2 separate regions of the Capra hircus genome follow, and region 2 is linked to region 1. The links are chromatin contacts, called in public Hi-C maps. All regions are on one chromosome and are shown on one strand. The core of a region is the stretch at or near the end of the contact, and the rest is flanking DNA. Distances in the headings are between cores, read along the strand shown.

What was found. Hi-C and Micro-C count contacts between places; a contact is called where the count stands out from the background.
Region 2: a contact with region 1 is called in a Hi-C map of blood, with 6 times the contacts expected there. The contact joins the promoter of HS1BP3 here to the enhancer-like site in region 1. A contact is called at or near these places in 3 of 5 Hi-C or Micro-C datasets (blood and liver).

What each region holds. Positions count from the first base shown.
Region 1 is chr11:77,671,208-77,678,194 of ARS1.2, forward strand. No RefSeq gene overlaps it. Among named protein-coding and RNA genes, the nearest start is that of APOB, 84 kb to the left of the region's middle. Within about 2 kb of position 3,529, at least 1 of the 5 cell types and tissues checked has an H3K27ac peak or open chromatin away from gene starts, as enhancers often do.
Region 2 is chr11:77,923,590-77,930,576 of ARS1.2, forward strand. HS1BP3 (HCLS1-binding protein 3) reads left to right here and starts at 2,990. Exons shown (of 7, transcript XM_018055593.1): 1 at 2,990-3,105. The coding sequence starts at 3,074.

The DNA.
Region 1 (6,987 bases), core at 2,279-4,778:
CCACCCCAGAAATTCTGACTTTCAACCTGGCTGAGCCAGGCAGTGACCCACAATGAGCTCCAACAGTGAGGAAAGTTATCAACTGACCAGGCTGGTGAATACTGCTATCCTAGTCCCATAGTCCCATAGCTGAACTTCACACACTCTGAAGGGTCATTCAATATTCATGGACAAATGGATCTTTGAGTGAAAAGTCTGTACTGTAAATTATCGCACGAGAGCCTTTCAGCAGGCAGGGCATTTGAGCAGCTGGAGTCTTTTTGGAGAACTCACAGTACTTAAGTGGGGGTGCTGTACACTCCACTTGGGAGTGAGGCTCACCTGGAAAATGGAAAGCCGCATGCCTATCAGCAATTCCATATTGAAGTCAGGGCTGCAGCAAGTTGCAGCGTTCACCGCCAGAGGGCAGCAGTGCACACAGACACAACCGAACCGCCCCATTTGAGAGAGGAGAAAACTGAGGTGGGAAGGGAGCTTAGCGATGCGCTCACAGCTCGCAGGGAGACCTGTGATCCAGTTCAACCCCCTGACTCAAACCCCACCCTCGTGACTCCTAGCCAGTGCTCCTCCACTGACCCCCAAGGTCTCCAGAAAGGAACATTTTGGATGCTTTATGCATCTTTATTTAGAGCTGATAAAGCTGCCTGGTCAAACCTGCAACATCTCCCCCCAGGGGTCGCTGGATCCCCCACAGTGATTCCTGGAAAGCTCCATTTTTCCTTGACCCACAGTAAGAAATGCATTGCACTTTGCAACCCACACTTAGTATGCTGTTATTTAGTCACTCAATCACATCCAGCTCTTTTGTGATCCCACGAACTGTAGCCCACTAGGCTTCTCGGTCCATGGGATTTCCCCGGCAAGAATACTGGAGTGGGTTTCCATTTCCCTCTCCAGGGGCTCTTCCCGACCCAGGAATCAAGCCTGCATCTCCTGCACTGGCAGGCAGATGCTTTACCACTGGGCCACTAGGGAAGCCCTCATCTAGTATGCTATAAACCATGCGCAAAACTGAAGCACATTTTCACAAATATCCCTATTCCTGAGATACACTTGGAGTTTTTCAACTGTGCTGGATTCTGTGTCTCTTTTTCTTAATGCGAGGTGGATCTCCATCCACCACATTGACTTCACCACCCACTAACTGGTTGTCAGGCCTGGTTTGAAGGGTGGCCTGGAGAATGAGCTCCAAAGAATGGAGGATAAAGTCTACTGTGTTGATTCCCCTGTACATTCCAGGTCCTGCAGGCTTAGGAGGGGCTGACGATGCTGGGCTTTTCCAGCCGAGGAGGAAGATGATGGCCTGGGGAAGTACCAAGCCAACCCTGATTCACCATCCAGCCTTACTTGGTCTGTATCATGCCTTCACCCATCCTCTCAGCAAACATTGAGTCCCCCCAAGAGTTCAGCCCCAGGCTTTGCCTGCCCTGCCAGAATTTCTGGCTTCAGATATTCCTGTGATCAGCCTTCCCCTGCAGTCTGTGGCTCCTGGAACTGTATGGGGGTCCCCATTCTGTAGCTCTGAGTGAAGAAGAAGGTAAGGATGAAGGAGAATAATCCGAGGCCAGAGGGCACAATATACTCAGAGCCAAGGGGCCTTACCAGATGGACACTGCAAGGGGAACTTTTCCGCTGGAGACCAGAATCACCCCCATATCCCCCAACTCTGGCAGCAGCCCCCTCCCCCTGGGGCACAGCTGACAGATCTGCCCAGAAAGTCCTTCCTGACACTCTGTCAAGTATTTCAGTTGCTTGATTTCATCCCTTTGCTCCTAGCATGTGATTTTATGAAGAAATTCAAAGGACAAGCCATCCCTCACTGATCAATGCCCCAGCGATCCTAAAGTCTTGCTTAAAACCAAGGGCAGTGTCTCAAATCTGGTTCTCTGATGTCTGGGGAGATTCCAGGTGAGACCTCACAGCTGGATGTAAGGCTGTCACTTCAGTCCTGCTCTTCACCTCTGATGGGCACAAGTGGATAACGGTAAAGAAAACCCTTCAAATGCTCAGGCCAGGGCTGCGCCCAAGATGCTGGCTGACTTCCCATAACATCACAGATCCAAAGCTGAGGCCCCCAAAGACAAAAACGACTGAAAGATGGCACCTGTTCACTGCAAGTGGCATCAGTATTCACTGGGTGTCCACCAGGCACAAAGCAGTGAACTGAGTTTCAAAAGAAGGAAGAGGATGCATTCGGTCCAGTCCTGACTTTGCACTTCCCCACAGGTTCGTGGAGGAGTGAAGCCAAACACTGACTTGGGTACCTCCCCTTGGGACCACCTGCTGTGACTTGGGATCACCTGCCACGCATGTTCCCACCCTGCTCTCTGCAGAACCCCACTCTTCACTTCCCACCTAGGACTGCATTTCTGGGCTCACCTGTCTGCTTGTCATAGAATGTTGGTACCTGGTGAGTAGGTCAGAGAGAGGCTAGGCTGGGGCCAGGAGGTGAGGGAGGTGGATGGCCTCCAGAAGATGGAAATTCATCTGCCTCTAGAGGCTCCGGAATGGAACCCAGCCCTGCAGACGCCTGAATTCTAGCCCAGCATCACACTTCTACAGACCCGTAAGGTAATCAGCGTGAACTATGTCAAGCCACCCTGTGGTGGTGATCCATGACAGCCGCAAAAGGAAGCTAATGTGGATTTTGGTCATTTCCTTTGGGGCCAGGACCCTGTGGGCATCTCTCCATGTTTCAGGACAAGAGGAGACATGGTCAGGTGGCACGAGGGGGCCTCTTGAACACCACGTCCACAGAGGGGATTATGGAGCTTTATCTTAATGGGAGATGGGTTAGAAGCTGGTTCCTTGAGAGGAAGAGGCCGCCATTAGGGAGTTATATTCTGAGGCTAAAGGATGGAAACAATTCTACGTCACTCACACAGAGACCCACTCTCACTGGCTTTCTTTCTAGGAGGAGCCAGACAGCCAAAAAAAAAAAAAAAAACACTTATAAACAAAGAAACAAGGACACATTTGTACTTTGCAGAGAACCCAATGGACACTCAGTGGACTGGAGCTGGTCAACCATTAGATCAGGGGCTGGGGTGTCAGAGACAGCCCCATCTGACCTTTGACCTGAATGACAAGTAGGATGCAGGTAGATCAGGCTTCACCTTTTATGTGCAAAGCACTTTTAATGCGCTGTTTTATCTCATTCTCCCAGCTGAACTATAGAATCTGCATCGTCTCTGTTTTACAGACGAGAAAATTGAGGTTCACAGAGACTGGTTTCTTGTCTAAGATAACACAGCCGACCACAAAGGAACGAGGACCAGACAGACGTGCGGTCCGTCTGGCTCTAAAGCTGCAATCTTTTCTATTCTGCTCATAAGGGCTCCAGTTGCATCCTTCTTGGAATTGACCCAAATGTTCCAGACAGAAATTTCTTTCCTGCTAGGTGTTGACATTTCGATCTTTCCTCCTTGGTCCCCTGGCAAGGGCACTGCACGAGGAGGTTTCCACCCTCACGGCCGTTGCTCACGGGAGAAGATGAAGCTGGTCAGCTGCCCCGGCCCCGCCAGCCTCTGGCCTGGCCTCGCTCCAGCATGGTCCTGACCTTCCTGCCCACAGTCCCCTTGGGCTCTGCCCTGGAGACCTGACACCCTCTCTCCCAGTGACCCTGTGCTATGGGCCAGTGGGTGGGAGAGAGAGCGAGGCCAGATGGGCCAGCGGAGCCCACAGTGACTGGCTGGTGGTATTCGAGCCTATTTTTATTCATAAAAAAAAAAAAAAATCTGTTCTGTATTTTATTCAGCTCTGGGGCAAGGAGAGGTCAACTCTCTTCACCTCTGCTGTAAGATGAGAATGGTGCAGGAAATGAAATGACAGGGAAGCCAGCCCAGGGAGAGGGAGAAAGGGCAAATTACAGGGAAATTAAAAACCTGTGTTCAGATCAGAGTGGAGGGTGTCAAAGCTCCCCTTGCAGGGGGCCCTTCTCCCCAAGGCCGCAGGGCGTGGAGACATGAGCGCTGTAGCCACGCTTGACGACCACCACAGGAGGCCCGGTGACTTAGCACGGTGGCCTGGCACACACGTGGCTCCTGAGGGAGGGCCTGGCTTTGGCCACTGCACCATCGTCCATGCTTCCAGCTCCAGTAGGGTCCCTGGAAGGAACTTCCCCGAGGAGCAGAGCCCGAGAGCCTGATGTGTTGGCATGTGGCCCGTCTTTGCCTTTATCACGGTTAGAGTCCCCTCAGTGTGCAAGGCACAGGATTCCTGTGCATCTGAGTCAAAAGGCATGAAATTATTCAGAAACCCAGATCAAGTAGCCTCTGCTCCTTCGCCCCGCAGAGGCATTAACTTCAGCTCCATTAAGGCCTACCTCTAACGCGGCATCCTCCCCTCCCTCCCTCTGGGGATGGAGCAGACACTGTGCTTTTGGTCCCAGCAGCCAAGACCTGGAAAATGCCAGGCAGACACTGGTGCCCACCTTTCTCTTGACCTGGTGGACACAGAGACAAGGCTGCAGTTCCATCTAGAAATCATCATGGAGCACCTGTCACGTGCTGGGCAAGCTTCAGCCCCCAGAGGCCCAACAATGCAGGGGGTAGAATAGACACGCTCAACTCACCCCACAGAAGGCCAGTGAGTGAAGAGAGAACAGAACTTTCCACCAATTCTGGGAGCACAGAAGAGAGGGACTCATGTAGCCAATGGACCACGGTGAGCCCACTGGGCAAGGAGGCATGTGGGTGAGGCCTTAAAAGACAAGGCCCGGGTAGGGGGTTATTTTATCATGGTTTTGTTTGTTTGTTGCTAAAAGAGTTGCAGAGGCAGAGCCTGGAGAAAGAGTGGACTAGCCGGACTGTGGGTAGGAATGCTGACCAAATCCTAGGGCATGTTTGGGGAGCAGTGGGGAGCACCGTGAGTTAGTCTCCCTGGGCGGCCATCATACATCACCCCAGACTGGGGGCTTCCACTGCAGAAATTCCTCTCTCTAGGCTCCGGAGGTTGGAAGTCAGAAATCAAGCTGTTGGCAAGCTTGGTCTCTTCTGAGGCCTCTCCCCCTGGCTTCTGCATGGTTGCCTTCTTTCTGTGTCCTGAACGTGATTCATCTCACTGTCTGCTGTCTCCCTGTGTGTCCTGTGATGTACTAAGTCACTTCAGTCGTGTCTGACTCCATGCAATCCTATGGACCATAGCCCACCAGTCTCCTCTGTCCACGGGATTCTCCAGGCAAGAATATTGATGTAGGTTGCCATGCCCTCCTCCAGGGGATCTTCCCAACCCAGGGACTGAACCTGTGTCTCTTGCATCTCCTGCATTGGCAGGCAGGTTCTTTGCCACCAGTGCCACCTGGGAAGCCACTGTGTGTCCTAATGTCCTCTTCTTATAAAGACATCAGTTTTAGACTGGATTTGGAGTCCACCCAAACAGCATCATTTTAATATAATTTCCTCTTTAAAGATAATTTAAATACTCAAATACAGTCAGATTTTGAGGGGCTGGGGTTAGGACCTCAGCACATGAATTTTCAGTTCAGTTCAGTTGCTCAGTCACGTCTGACTCCATGGACTGCAGCATGCCAGGCTTCCCTGTCCATCACCAACTCCCAGAGTTTACTCAAACTCATGTCCATTGAGTCAGTGACGCCATCCAACCACCTCATCCTCTGTTGTCCCCTTCTCCTCCTGCCTTTAATCCTTTCCAGCATCAGGGTCCCTTCCAGTGAGTCAGTTCTTCACATCAGGTGGCCAAAGTATTAGAGCTTCAGCTTCAGCATCAGTCCTTCCAATGAATGTTTAGGACTGATTTCCTTTAGGATGGACTGTTTGGATCTCCTTTCTGTCCAAAGGACTCTCAAGAGTCTTCTCCAACACCACAGTTCAAAAGCATCAATTCTTCAGTGCTCAGCTTTCTTTATGGCCCAACTCTCACATCCATACCTGACTACCAGAAAAGCCATAGCTTTGACTAGATGGACCTTTGTCAGCATTTTAGGGAGACATAATTGATCCCATGACAGATGTTAGGTCAAGAAGGTGGAGCAACATGGTGATAAGGACCTTAGGCTGAGGTCAGATTTCATCATCTCTTGAGTGTAAAACTAATTCATCTTGCTTTTATGCTATTGGTTAATGTTATCAAAACGAACCCTGTCATCTGCTGTGTGCTAATGGATGTTAAGCAAACAAAAGACAGACGCTAGTGTTCCATGGTCGAGGTTGGGGAAACCAATTTCTTCCCCGCAGGTCTTCTCAGGGCCCTTCAATATGTTAATGTGCATTATGAACGTGCTTTCTTCCCTTGAGAAAGAGGGAAGCGTAATCACTAAAACCAATTTTTAATAACTAGGAAACACCACCGAAGGTACTGGGGAGCAAGCAAAGATTTCTGAACAGCAAAGCAACATAAGCAAATCTTAAGTTTAAGGTAATTGCATTGGAGCTGAAAAATCTTGAGGTTGATGGACCATCAGAGATGGTTAAACACCAGCATCTGGGTAAAGGTATGTTCCAGAAGGCCTAGCCTCCATGGGTAGGATAGCCTGTGACTGGGCCGAGCTCACTGGAATCATCGACCCTTCTTTTGTTCAACAAGTGTGAATTAGGCTCCTCCTGTGTACAGGCACTCTGGTTTGCCAGCCTGTTTGTTCCCCAACTTGGAGATCCCTGCCAGTATACACCCAGCCCTCATCATCTGTGTCTCTGGGCAGGTTTTCTATTCCATGCAGAGATGGGAGCCTAAAAGCACCAGCCACCTGGGCCCTGCGGCCCTGGCCCCCTCTCTCCTCTTCAAATCTATGCCACGCCTGAAGCTAAGACCTAGGACACATGTTAGACTAGGAGGCTCCTGGAGCCTCAAGGCTGAGTTGAGGCCCTGGTGCTCTCACCAACAAAGCAATTCACAAGAACTCAAGTGCAATCCTTCTGAAACAAAGGTCTCCACTGTCCAGCTCATAGGAGGCCCAAGAGGTATAGACACATCCCTGGAGGCAGTCATTCTCAGGAATTCACAAGGTTCAGTTGAAAGCGCTGAACTGGG
Region 2 (6,987 bases), core at 1,740-4,239, 250 kb after region 1:
CACAGGTGAGCTCATTTAAGTAACAGCAGTGCTGTGGATTAAAGATTTCCATCATGCCCATTTCACCAATGAGAAAACCAAGGCTCAAAGAGACAAAACCGACTTTCATGTCCTGAGTCTGGCACCGCCTCCTCTTGGAAGAGCTCCTGTATGCTCCAACCCCTGGATGAGTTGGCTGTGTGCCCTTCTCTACACTTTGTGGGCCTGCACTTGCATTGGCATCTCCAAGGGTCCCTGACTGGCGTGTGAGCCCTGCCAGGGAGGCCTGTGTCTTCTGCATCCTCTGGGCCTGGTATAAAGTCCCAGCCCCAGAGCGGTGCCCAGGAGCATTTGCTGAGGGACAGATGAGGTGGTGGCCTTGCTTGACTTGGGGTCCCCAGCTCCCCACTGGAGCGCTAAAGCATCACTATAGAGAACAGAGACAAATCAGCAGGTCCTCAGAAGTCCCACCCCACCAGGAACCAGGGCAAGGTTGACCAGAGCTCAGATAAGACTCCTTGTGGGCTGTGGTGCCTCTAACTTATCCCACTGGCCCTGAGGTGCAGCGACTTCCCTGGGGCAGGGGGTGACTGAGGCCTGGAGCGTTCCTCCCCGGGCAGTGGGGAGGGGGACTGTCAGCTTCCCTGCAATGTGGCTTGCGTTACTGCGGCTTCAGCCATGGAAAGGGCTCCTTGAGTCAGGCAGGAAGCAGAAAATATCAAATTTAGATTCCACATTCCATGCATTGTATGCAATTATCCGCTGGAGCCCCAGAGGGGCGTGTGGGACCCACAGAGGCAGAAAATGGGATTGCTCTCCGGATGGCCTCACTCTTTCATGGGGAACCAGTGGTTCTCGGCAGGCGCCAGGTGTGCCAAGTCCCCCCTCAGTGCACACTAGGGAAGCCTGGGGCCAGGGGTGAGGTTCATTTGCCTGCAAGGCACAGGTGACCGACATGCCACCAGCTCCCCTGGGGGTGCAGGGTCCCATTCTTTGCAGCTCCCACCTGTGCTTGCCCTGGGACGTGTGTGCTTCAAGTCTGCACCCTCCACAGGCTCAGCGTAACTCTCAGCTCCAACAGTTTTGTGACCTTGCCTGTTAGGATCTCCAGCTGTGGACCCAAAGGCGGCCATGGGAGCCAGGACAGGGACACCCATCACCCACCAAGCTGTGGCTCCCCGAAGACCCTCAGTGGACAAAGGGGAGTAAGCAGACAGTAGGAAGGAGCTAGAACCTTGAAGAGAGGACAGGAAAGGGGAAGCTGGAGGCAGCAAGTCCACAGACGGAGCCCTGGGCCATGGTGTCCTTGCCACCAATAGCTCAGGAGCCTCCGCAGGCCCCCAAACAGAGGCCCAGTCCAGTAGATAGCTGTTGAATGAATGAATGAAAAGGTCATGAGGGAGAGAGGAGAGTGGCTTTGTGAGGAACTCTGACTAGTAGCAGAAGCAGAGAGACCTGTCATTTTAGTTGCTCAACGTTAGAGCAACGGAGGCTTCCCAGGTGGCACTTCTGGTAAGGAACCCACCTACCGATGCAGGAGGCAAAAGAGACATGGGTTCCATCCCTGTGTCGCGAAGATCCCCTGGAGTAGAAAAAGGCAACCCATTCCAGTATTCTTGCCTGGAAAATCCCACGGACAGAGGAGCCTGGTGGGCTACAACCCATGGGGTCACAAAGAGTCGGACCTGACTGAAGTAACTTAGCACTTAGCAACACAAACACTCACACGACTCTGATGTCACTGTGAGCCAGGCCCTGAGCCAAGTGTTTTACAGGTGGTTGCAAAGAGCTGGGACACTGGTGATTAGAGTTCCAGGGTGGTGCAGGAGGGGTGGGAGGCTGGCATTTTGGGAGAATGCAGTCCAGCAGAAGCATTCTTAGAGCTGGGGGGCAGGGAGCAGTATGGGGAAGGAGGTGTCATTAGGAAAGGAGGAAAGGAGGGGATGGTGCCTGGAGAGCAGGGAGTGGGGGTAATTTTAGCAGCTCTCTGAGACGGAAACTTTGGGAGACAGAGACCGTCTTCTTGACCAAACTGTAGGCTCCTCTGAGCCCTCTTCTCAACTGGGCCTTTGACCTTGGTGCCTGCCCTGTCTCTGGCCTGCCCAGCCCAGTCTCAGCAAGAATCCTGCTAAGTCAGTTGAGAAAGGCTCTCTCCCTTTGATATCTGATCACCCTTGGTATCTGATCAAGTTCCTCCCCTCCCACCCGTTTGTGTCTTCTAAGCCCCTAGCCTGCCTTCAGGCTAGGATTCAGCAAGGATCCTCACCGTTGGCTCCCTGTACCTCCATCACTGACCTCCCCCTGCCCCTGGCTCCAGTCCCACTGTCCTTGCTGTATTCAGGGCTGAGCCTGAACTCTTCCCATTGGCAAAGTCTTGACTCCTGTTGCAACAGCCTTGAATAAAGTCTTCCTTACAGTTTTAACAAGGTTCAGAACATTTCTTTAGTGAGGAAGAAGAAACCCAGTTCTCAGAAGCTTTTGCTGGGAAGGGCCTGTTGGCCCCTTTAAGTCCTCCGGGGTTGGGGGGGGGGGCTGTGTCAGACTGCTGTTTCTTTAGATCACCCCGCACAGAGTGTTTCGTTTTGTTTGATGGGTTCTCTGACCTCGTTTGACGCTGGAAACATCTCTCAGAGCATCCTTGGGACCCTGTGCACGGTTGGGTTGTTTCCCCAAAACTCTCCCCAAGGAAGCAGAACCGAATGATTTATCATCCGGAAGCGGGACGCTTGGGGCACTCCTAAAAGTGAACGGGGCGCTGTCTCTAACAACGCCGGGCCATCAGACCCAAACCAGGACGCGCGCGCCTCGGGATGGCTCGGGACGGGAGCGCGCTCGGCGCGGCCGGGGCCTCCAGCAGCGCCGACCTGCTCACGGTCCTCAGCCCTGAATCTCCGCCCAGAATTCCAGAAAGGCCTGGAAATCACGGCCGCGTCCGGCCGAGCGCCGCGGCCACTAGGCGGCGGGCCAGGCAGGAGCCCGAGCTCGAGCCCGAGCCCGAGCCCGAGCCCGAGCCGGGGCGGGCGGGGCGAGGACGCGGCGACGCCGGCGCCCGCGGTCGCGTGATCGCACGCCCCGCCCGGAGCCCCTCGCCGTCATGCAGTCCCCGGCGGTGCTCGTCACCTCCAGGTGAGCCAGACCCCGCGCCCCGGCCGCATCTCGGGCGGCGTAGAGTCGGGAGGGCCCGGAGCCGCGGCCCTAGGTGTCCCGGGCGGAGGAGGCGGCGGGTCCTGAGGATCCCGCCCGGCGCCCAGCGTCCCCAGCGCCGCTGGCCGTGGACCTGGGCTCGGCCGCTCCCCGGCCCTGCGGGAGAGGCCGCCCGCCTCCCTTCCCGGTTTTACAGATGGGGAAACTGTGGTCCCTAGAGGGTAACGAACTCATCCAAGACTAGTGGAAGGCCTGGATTGGCTGATCCTGCACGGTGGTCAAAGAGGGGTTTCTCCTCACCCCTTTCCCGCTGACCTGCCTTCCTTTCTTTTCCAAGATCTAGTTATGCATCGTGGCAGCGCTGACTGTGTGCCAGGTCCGGGGCACGGCACTGGGGACGGGGTGAATCAGACCAGGCTCGGCCCGTCAGGGGAAACGGGCGGAGGACAGCTGTTGAGCCGGGGTGGGGGGGGTGGGGTTGCGGCTTTAGGTTGCCATGGGAACACAGGGCAGGGTGTGACCCGGCTTCTGCGAGGTGGGGGTGCGTGAAGCCAGGTCCTCCAGGGGAAGGGAAGGGGACAGGTGGCAGCTGCCTAACAGGTAGCCCAGGAAAAGTGCAGTTACCGCAGAGGCCTCCAGAGGGTCCCTGACTCAGGCCTGGGGGATTCAGTACATGAGGGACGCTGAAGGCTGCGGTGGGCTTGGTTTTACCGTCTCCCCCTTAGTCACATCTGTCAAGTGACTCTCTGCAAGTGTTTCCACACACTCTACCCTTGTTCCCCCTACACAAAATCTTAGGCTAAGACATCAGTCTCTTACATAAATGAATGTAAAATTTTTCCGGCTGTAATTTGAACAACTTTGTGGCTTCAGGTCTAGAAAAGTATGATTCTTTAAGGTTCTGATGTCAGAACCTGCTTGGTCTCCTCTCCGTGGTGGCTGGTCGTGTCCTTGCTGGCAGAAGAGGTTTCCCTCGTGCCGTGTGAATCACCTCCTTTCGCTGAGCCTGTTCCCTTTTGTGCGGATAGGAGGTTTGAGGTTGGCAGGTGTGAGCAGGGCCGTGGGCAGACCAGTGCGGGTGTGAGCTTGGTGCTGGGAGCCTGGGAAGGGAGTGAGGGGGCTTCCCTCTTTGCCCCACCTGAACAGGGCTTCTTAACAAATGCAGGTGCTGGTGGTGAAGGCCAGGTGAGCGGTTCTAGGATAGTGAACCACACACAGTCCCTCCTGTGAGCTTTCGTGGGGCAGATGGGTAAATGTATAGTGCACCAGGGATGATAAATGGTATAAAGGAAAATAAAGTGGTAGGGAAATGGGGTGGTTGGAGGAGTGAATGCTGTTTTATATGGTGTGGTCCAGGAGTGTCTTTCTGATAGAGAGTGGCAGCTGGGTAGATCCCTGACAAGTGAAAGAGAAATCTTAAGAAACAGGGTACCAGGCAGGGGGGACAGCAGGAACCAGTATCCTGGGGCAGAGAGATGTTTGCGCACCAGCCAGGAGGCCAGTGTGACTGCAGTGCAGTGAGCCAGCAGAGAGTTGGGTGATGTGGTGCAGAGTTTTACCGCATCTGGGGGCTTGGAGGCAGGGGACAGTCAGGACAGGCTCCCCAGGCTGGAGTGAGGCTCTGGGCGTGGTAGGACCTGCTTTGGAGTCCAGAAAGGTCCTTTGGCCGCTGTGCTGAGCAGAAGGGAGGCGAGCAGGGTGCAGTGAGGAGACCATTCAGGAGACTCTGGCAGTCATCCACGTGAGAGCTGATGCTGGCAGAAGAGCTTAGAAATGTTTGGGTTCTAGCTCTATTTTGAAGATTGAGCTTTCAGGGGTTGCTGATGATTAGATGTGGGCCATTAGAGCAAGAAAGAGGAGTCAAGATTGACTACAAGACTTCTCTTGAGTTCCTGAAAGAGGGGTATTGCAGTGGACCAGCCCAGGAGGCTATGGATGGAGCAGGTTTAGGAAGGTGAAATCACCATTGGTCTGGACATGTTTGTTAAGAAGCTTTCTGACAGCCAAGTGAAGACGTCGGGCAGGCAGCTGGGAGGAGTGTGGCTTTGAGGGGAGAGTCCAGATCAGAGAGGAATGAGGGATCACTGGCTCATAGATGGGATTTAAAACCTTGAACATATTTGAGCTCCTTGGGGAAGGTGAGTGAGAGAAGAGGTCTAAGGTGGGCACTTGGGGCAGAATTGCAGACCATCCAGGGAAGCTGAGTAGGAGTGGCCAGGGAGGTTGGAGAACCGAGAGAGAGAGAGAGCAGGGGTCCCAGAGCCTCGAGGAGCAGAGAGGGGCCATGAGATACCTTGGGAGTAAGAGGAGAGGGAGAGTTAGCCTTTGGACATCATCAAGGAGATCCAACCAGTCCATCCTAAAGCAGATCAGTCCTGAATATTCGTTGGAAGGACTGATGCTGAAGCTGAAACTCCAAAACTTTGGCCACCTGATGTGAAGAACTGACTCATTGGAAAAGACCCTGATGCTGGGAAAGATTGAGGGCAGGAGGAGAAGGGGACGACAGAGGATGAGATGGTTGGATGGCATCACCGACTCAATGGGCATGAGTTTGAGTAAGCTTCAGGAGTTGGTGATAGACAAGGGAGCCTGCGGTCCATGGGATCACAAAGAGTCGGACATGACTGGGAAGGCACATCACAGTTCAGGAAGTTTGGTCTGGGGTATAGGTGGGCAGACTACACCCATGGGCCAAAGCCTGCCCCCCACTCACTTTTTAAATCAAGTTTATGTACCAACCTAGACAGCATATTAAAAAGCAGAGATATTACTTTGCCAACAAATGTCCATCTAGTCAAGGCTATGGTTTTCCAGTGGTCATGTATGGATGTGAGAGTTGGACTATAAAGAGGCTGAGCACCAAAGAACTGATGCTTTTGAACTGTGGTGTTGGTGAAGAGAGTCCCTTGGAGAAGAGAGTCCCTTGAGAGTCCCTTGGACTGCAAGGAGATCCAACCAGTCCATCCTAAAGGAGATCAGTCTTAGGTGTTCATTGGAGGAACTGATGTTGAAGCTGAAACTGCAATACTTAGACCACCTGATGCGGTGGTCTAAGTATTTGAAAAGACCTTGATGCTGGGAAAGACTGAGGGCAGGAGGAGAAGGGGATGACAGAGGATGAGATGGTTGGATGGCATCACAGACTCAATGGACATGGGTTTGGGTGGACTCCGGGAGTTAGTGATGGACAGGGAGGCCTGGTGTGCTGCAGTTCATGGGGTCACAAAGAGTTGGACACGACTGAACGACTGAACTGAACTGAACTGAACTGAATGTACTGTCTGTGGCCACTTTTGCTCTGCAGTGGCTGAGTTGGGTATGGTGGTAATGGAGACCCGGTGGCCTGCAAAACCTAAAATATTTGCTATCTGGCCCTTCACAAAAAAGTTTCCCTGGGGGCCTGAGGAGAATGGGACACAGAGTGGATTAGGGTTAGGGGCATGAGAGTCCCCTGGGGGGCTTGTTAACGTGAGGATTGATTCAGCAGAGCCTGGATCTGCCTTTCTCACAAGCTCCCATGTAGGGCTCATGCGGAGAGGACCACACTTGGAGAATCCCCTAGACTGAGCTCAAGCTGGGCTTGCCCGGCCGAGCACCACAGGTTGCCGGTTGTGGCCATGAATTTCAAGTGGGGCCAGTCAACACGTCTAACCACAGTGCAGGAGACTTGGGGTTCGTTCCTGGGGTCAGGAAGATCCCCTGGAGAAGGGAGTGGCAACCCCCTCCAGTATTCCTGCCTGGAGAACCCCATGGACAGAGGAGCCTAGCGGGCTACAGTCCATGGGGGTCACAAGGAGTCGGACACAACTGAGCCACTAACGCTTTAGTCAGCGTGTTTGTGCGTTTATCCCAGTGGCCTGC